2 separate regions of the Gossypium hirsutum genome follow, and region 2 is linked to region 1. A link is a contact called in public Hi-C data. All regions are on one chromosome and are shown on one strand. Each heading gives the region's core, a stretch centred on a gene start, on an enhancer-like site or on the middle of the called end of the contact. The rest is flanking DNA. Distances are from core to core; before and after follow the strand shown.

Region 1 (3,670 bases), core at 415-2,914:
AATTGAAGCATGAAATTTACAGCCAATACCTCATCATTATCAACTCGGAAACAAGACTCCTTCAGTTCCTTAATCGGAGTTAGAATCGGTTCGAATTCAAAATTCAAATCCAGAAGCTTGGCAAAGTCGCGTAGACGGTTACCGGTAGCATAAAGGGAGGGAGCTGGAGATGATCCCAAAACCGGGGCAGGTATACCCGAAATACGAATTCGGGTGGGTTTTCCAGCCGACCTGGCCGCTAGAGCTTGCAAAAGAGCAGCCCATTGAACTCCTTGAACAATTCCAAAGTCCACTATGTGAATCTTGGTTGCTCGCTCAGTAGCTTCGAGAATCGCTTGATTTGCCGTTAAATGAGCGAACTTGGAGTAAGGGCAGGCGTCGTTCAATACTTTGTAAGAGAGAGTGAAGTCCTCCGACGTCGTTTCGAGCAGATTCAACCTTTTCTCTGCTGGAAGAGAGACTCTGCTATAGAGGGCTTGGGTGAAGTAAAAAGCCACTCTTTCAGTTGGATCTCCACGTTCAGATACCGACTCCCTGAGTTCAACCAGCGATTTAATCGCGCGTTCAGGTTCTGAGTCGGAGAGTCTAGCACAGTCGAGTAAAGCTTTCAAAAGCGGGGGAGCTGACTCGATCTCGGTGGAATCAGCTGAGACCCCTGCGGCGTCGTTTGTGAGTGGGGTCTGGCTCGGAGGACTGCTTGCTTTGGTTTCTTTAACGGCTACATGAGGAGGTGGTGGTGGCGGAGGGGATGGGGATGGGGACCACGTCGGTAGCTGGTGCTGAGGCTGAAGAGTAGGGCTAAGGTTTTTCTGTGCCTCGGTTGGGAAAATGACTCGGTTCAGATCAGACGGCGTAGGACACGCCACGCTGAGACGATTTGGGCAAGCACTAAATGGATCAGCGCCGTAAAGACCAAAATCAGCATTGTTCTGCCATACTTCACAACCAGACGGCAGATTTGAACTATCCGTTGAATCCCCACTGTTCATTAAGCAATCCATCCATTCGTCGGTGTCAAACTCACCACCCGAACCACCACCAAAATCCGGGAATCGAAACCCACTCGAATGATGATGCCCCATGTTAGGGAACTGAAACCCTTCTCCAGTATCACCCTGAAATAGGTCAGTGAAACCTGGACCCGAAAGCCCGTACCCGAGAATGGGAGAGTTGGAGACGCCATGGTGGGGGTTGTTAGGCCAAGGGTTTAAAGTAACATGACTGACACCAAGAAGCTGTTGCTGGTGGTGGTGGTGCTGCTCTTGTTGTTGTTCTTGCTGTTGCTGTTGCTTTATAACTTGTTGAGCGATTGCCATTAGATTTCCGCTATCCGCACACATATATGCCATTCTCCGGCCAAACCTCGACGGAAAATCGTTTGAACTGCACTATCATAACCCACAATTAACAAAGAAAGGATCAGCGAAAGAGTGAATTTTTTTTCCAGTTTTTAAAGCATGAAAGAAGAGAGAGAAGAAAGAGAGTACATACAAAAGTGTAGGCCCAACGGTAACTGAATCAGAAGGTCTACAAACTTGGATTTTGCTCAAGGAAAGGAGAGAAAGAGAAAGAAAGCAATTTGGAGAAGTGCAACTCAAAAGAACGATACCTAGAACAGTAGAAGTAGAGAGCGCTGAGTAGAGTCCCTTCAAATGAACAAGTGGGACCTTATATCAGAGCTGCTAAGCATAAAGCCAAGTTGATCCCTCTTTATTTTAAACAAAATAGAATGAGAATTTGAAAAAAATATTAAGATTTAAGAGGGCTAATTAGTCAAAAAAGGCTGATTTTAAAAGTTAACTACCTCGCTTTTTTTTTAATTCAAAGAAGGATAAATTATACTAATAATTACTTAATTTTGGAATAGTTGATAAAATAGTTACTTAAATTTTAATTTAATTACTTAATTTTTGAAAATTAATAAAATAGTCACCACTAACCATTTTCCGTTATAGACGTAACGAAGCTACCATTTTACGTTAGATACTTAACGGAGTTGCCATTTTTCATCCCCTATCACTGCTCTCCCATCCATCTTCCTCTTCAACATAATCCATCCCCCTAGTCTGATTCTCTCTCCCTCTTCCCTACCATCTCTCCTCCTACTATAATTCTTTCCCTTCCCCCACCGTCCCTTTGCTAACCCTTTTCCATTACTTTGATTCTTTTCCTCTCTATTTTTGGCATTTCCTTTCCCCTTTCTCTCTCGCTTGAAGGAACTAAAACTTCGTTAATCAGACAACTAAAATGTTAGTAATAATAAAAGTAAGGAAACATCTCTCCTGTTTCTCTTCCATTTAAGCTTGATGTTATTGCTTATTTATTTCTTGTATCATTTGCATTATCTGTGTTTCAATTCCTTTTATTACATCAGTTTTTTTTCGTTACAAAAGAGTTACTGCTTTGATTCTCTTTCTAAAGAATTTAAATCTGTTGGGAATTTTTAACTGATTGGTTATCTTTTCTTATCGTTTTTTCCCTCATGGATTCCTTTTTTTTTTAAATTTGCATTATAGGGTGTTAATACTGTAAGAGTCATTACATTTGCAGTCAAGGTATTAGTATTCAAACTGTATACTTTGTGTATAAATTGACAATTTTTTATTGTATTTTTGAAGCTTATATTGTGAAAGCTTTGATAGTTTCGGGGTAGTGAGAGAATTTGAGGATAAAAAGCACATAAAAGGGAACCCTTTTCATATCTTTGTGTATTCTGTGATAAGCTTTACTTGAAGAGGATGGTATCTTGTAAATTCTGCAGAATAAATGAAAAATTTTAAATCTTTTAGTTGGCATGGTTGATAATTTAATTAACAATGTAAGATGAGATAAATGAAGTGTTTAGAAAATAAAAACCAAGGAAGAAGCTGAAGGACATGAAGACCAATCACAATCAACAATTTAGGAATTAAACCATGGTTTTGAGGAGAAGGCTATGAAAGTAGATGAGAGAGTTTAGAATCTTGTGCACTCTGGAAGCACCAGTTCTCCAAGGCTGCTGCCATTGGGGCATAGGTGCACTCAGAGTTAATTTGTAACTACATGACACAAGCGTCCCAATAGTTTCCAGAGATTGAAAACTCAGATGCAGAGGGCTTGGCGATGGGGTGATAATTCAAAGGATGAAAGGTATCGGCCCAGCTTCAATCCTAAGGTTTTGGCAAATTAAAAATGCAAGTGGTACAAACTCCACTCCAAATCTATGGTATATTAGACCAAACTCTTCCACTTCTTTTTTTGCTTATTTCTAAGTTTCCTCTAATCAGTCATTTTGTGTATGTATTTTCTATGGTTGTAAATTCGTTGGATGGTGGGGGGAGTGAAATAATCAGAGTAGGGGAAAAGGGTTAGCAAAGGGACGACGGGGAAAGGGAAAGAATCAAAGTCGGAGGAAGGATGGTGGGGAAAAGGGAGAGTGATGGGAGAGTAGTGATAGGGGATGGAAAATGGCAGCTCTATTAAGTATATAACAGAAAATGGTATGTAACACCCTAAACCCATCCTAGACATTATGGTTGTATCTGGCAATGTCACACGATAGTGTTTTTGAAACCTCGTTGTTACGATGAAAACATTTCATGTTATTATATTTAGTAAACCTTTGTTAGAACTTAAGAAGTCGTCTTTATTCATTTAAAACATTTGTTTTGAAACATCCCTCATTGCGGAA
Region 2 (3,670 bases), core at 800-3,299, 200 kb after region 1:
CTTCTATTAAAAACTAATCTTTGTACATCAGAACAAGGTATGCCACAGTAATTGTCTAGGTATTTATAAGAAACAGTAGAAATGAATGAAATTTTTAACAGGCCTCCAAGACACTTTTACCAAATATTCATCAAGAAGTTTAAAGAGGGATAGAACAAAGCTCAATGACCCGAACAAAACAAAACTAGTAAATAGTTTTAGCAGAATATTCGATTATCAGAATTTTCTTTTCATTCCAAAACAAGTAGAACAATGAAACAAACACATAGCAAAAGAGTAACACAAATCAATCCTTACAATTAAAGCAGAATTGACCTTTTGTAAAACTATCTAAGAAAAAAAATATTATCATCATTCAAACTTCTATGGTGGATTGCATAGTTCATCTAATCATTCTTAGCTGCAAAAGAATATAAAGCAGCTAACTCAAACCACCAGCAAAATAACAGCTAAAATCTCAATTCTAACCTGTTGATTCTTTAGCCTCACGAGCTTCAGCATTACCAGAAACCAAACCAAGTTCTTCCTCGAGCTTCTTCCATGCTTTCAAAAAGTTGGGAGGGAACGTCTTCTTTACCGTCCTGATTAACCCTTTCGCATCCTTGATCTTCTTTTTCATCACCAATCCCTCCACCAAATGCTTCAAAGTGTTAAAATCAGGAATCTTATGCAACCTCACACTCTCTTTGAACACCTTATAACCTTGCTCATACAATCCATTTAAACATAAATAAAACACCAGCGTCCGAAAAGTAGCCGCATTTGGATTACACCCATTACCTTCCAATCCTTCATATACCTTCTTAGCTTCATCCAACATGCCTCTCTTACAATAACAAGTCATCAGATAATTATAACTAATGGTATCCGGTTTCAACCCTAGGGTGCTCATATCGTCAATCAATTCCTTCACTTTCTCAGGCTCTCCGCCTTGAAAATTCGAAATCCTAACGTTATAAGAAGCAACATCTAATTCGCAACCAGTCTTCATCATCTCAAACCACAACTTCTCTGCCTCTTCTGTTTTTCCCTTCTTATATAATGCGTTTAAAATTGTTGTAGAGGTGACTGCAGTTACCTCCACGCTTTTCCTTTCCATTTCTCTTAGAACCTCAAGCCCTTTCTCGGGATGACCCGCTTCGCAATAAGATTTAACTAAAATCCCATAGGAAACTTTGTCTGGTGAAAGACCAATGTATTTCTTGGGAATTTCATCGAACAGCTGGGGAACTCTGTCAAATTGCCTAGACTGATTGCAAGCGGAGAGCAAGGCGTTGAAAGAAATGGTTGATCTGGGGGTACCAAATTGGTCCATTTGATGGAAAGTTTTGATGGCATGATCTAACATGCCAGCGATACCATAGGATCTGATGAGAGTAGAGAGGAAAGGCTCCTGAGAAATCTTGGGGTCGGTTTTGTGGGACTCTATTAAGGATTCGATGTCGGAGAAACGACGGGACTTGGCGAGGCGGCGGACGGTGAGGTCTTGAGCGTAACGGGAAGAAGAAGGGGAAGAGTAGTGTTTGGAAACGGAAGAGTAGATTTCGAGGGCTTTGTCAGGGTCGTACTCAGTGCGGAGTTTGCTTTTGGCTTGGGAAACCGAAATGGAGGAGGAGTAAGCGGCGGCGGCGGCGGCGGCATTGGAGGTGGCCGAAAAGTGACGGAGGTGGCGAAGACGAATGGAAGAAGACATGTTTTTTTGGGAGGAGACTTGTTAGGGTTTGGTTTTAGGGTTTTAGAGTGGGATCGGAGCAGAGCAGCTTAAAATCAATGGTCAGGGAATTTTGCTAATGAACTTCGTTAAGTTAATTTTTAACCTTCTATTATTTTTTTCTTATTTCTTTACACACACAACACAATCATTCAAATCTTTCTTGGCCAATCAATATTACATATTTGTTATGTGAAGGAGTTTTTTTTTACATGGAAATGGCACCCTTTGTGAAAATGAATGTATGACATGGCCCAAAATAACCTTGTATTTTAAATATAGGGTTTTATCTCTAGACAATTAAAAAACAAAAATAAACTTCAATTTTAAGATGATAAAGAAAACATACATATCCTTAACAGCATGTACTCGTTTGTTTTAAAATTTATAATACAAATAACTAGCCTTCGTTTGATATTTCATCTCACTTTTAATTCCAGTGCCAACACACAAAATAAATATCCTAAAGCTGGTTCGAATTTTAACATTTTCTTCATCCTTGATACCAAATTAAGAAATGCAGGAGATACAAACTAAAGGACATTAGGTACAAAACCAACATTAGAATTACAATAAGAGGTGGGAGTCATGGATAAATTTCTTATACCTTGTCTATATCTTAACTCTAAAAACCTAAACGAATAAAGAACCAGTTCGTACAACTACATTGCATCATAGGCATAGCAGCTAAGATATGACACATTAGCCATCATACTCCCCCTGTGCAAATTTGTTCTCAGGATAGAACACAGCAATTACTTGATTTTCACCAAATCTCCTTCCATTCATTGCAGCTTGGGCTTTTCGGGAACCTTCCACATCTGAGTACTCCAGAAATACCTTCAAATACCAAGCAAATTGCGGTCAAGTCAGTAACTAAGGGGAAGAAATGAATATGAAGCAACTAGCAGAAACATTGCCAATGCAGGTCGATAACTAAAACAACAGGATTTCTTGCAAATATAGAGCACTGACCTTCCCAACACCCGGTAATGATTCACCATTTGGATTCGGGCGGGGTATGACAACATTCACCAATGCACCTGCATATTACGTGTGAAAATTTCAAATCCACATAAAACTTTATTCAGGGAATTAGTTAGCAGAAATCAGTATGAAGAAAATATAGATAAAGAATTAGTGTCTTCTGTCTGTGCAAGCTAAATTTGCTAAATTTGACTCTTTAATAACAGCAGCGAACTAGAAGGGCTGTAAAACAGAGATATAAACAAAAAGGAAAACGGAAATTAATAAAGTATACAGGACTTAGCATGTTAAAATAACTTTAAAAACTTAATAAGGAGGGTCAGGTACAACAAGGATGGACCAAATGGTTTTAAGAATAATTTTACCATGTTTTCCACCCTCTTGTCTCATGTCTTCAACAATGTCCCCATACTCCTCATCATCTCTAAGATCATCTTCACTAATTGCTTGAGTCAAGCACACAACCTTTGTGGGCACACCTTGTGGTTGCAACATAAGCCTCTGTAAAGGACAAAGACACTGCAAATTAGCCTATCATCTATAGACGATACTTGCAACAAATGAGTAAATTTTAGAAAAAAAAATAGCACTATCTAATCTTACCTGCAAAGCAATCTGCTGCTGTGCATGCTGAAGGATGCTCTCTTGCTCAGGTTTAGGCTGGGTAGCACCTTGGTTTGCTCGCCTAACAGTGAGAGTTTTATCACCCATTTTAATTCCATTTAAAGCAGCACAAGCGATGTCTGTAACTGACAGATCTTGATATATGCAGAAGGCATAGCCTTTTGAGTTTCCAGTTTCTCTATCTTTTACTAGATCAAAACCTCGAAGGGGTCCAAAAGACTCTAACAACTCCCTGATCTGTGCTTCAGTAAAGTAATATGGAAGCCCCCCCACAAAAATCCGGTCTGGACCCTCAAGCCCACCAGCAGACCCTGGAGATAGACCTACAGCTGCAAGATTAAGATTGGG

The links. Hi-C and Micro-C count contacts between places; a contact is called where the count stands out from the background.
Region 2: a contact with region 1 is called in a Hi-C map of leaf, with 2.7 times the contacts expected there. The contact joins the promoter of LOC107945662 here to the promoter of LOC107945747 in region 1. A contact is called at or near these places in 5 of 34 Hi-C or Micro-C datasets (callus, hypocotyl and leaf).

What each region holds. Positions count from the first base shown.
Region 1 is chrD12:11,840,814-11,844,483 of Gossypium_hirsutum_v2.1, forward strand. LOC107945747 (SCARECROW-LIKE protein 7) reads right to left here and starts at 1,665. Exons shown (of 2, transcript XM_016879855.2): 1 at 1,492-1,665; 2 at 1-1,383. The coding sequence starts at 1,349.
Region 2 is chrD12:12,042,082-12,045,751 of Gossypium_hirsutum_v2.1, forward strand. LOC107945662 (pentatricopeptide repeat-containing protein At4g36680, mitochondrial) reads right to left here and starts at 2,050. Exons shown (of 1, transcript XM_016879751.2): 1 at 214-2,050. The coding sequence starts at 1,693. The coding sequence ends at 464. It overlaps LOC107945661 (splicing factor U2af large subunit B), which reads right to left. Exons shown (of 13, transcript XM_016879745.2): 10 at 3,302-3,670; 11 at 3,064-3,199; 12 at 2,687-2,754; 13 at 2,185-2,551. The coding sequence ends at 2,414.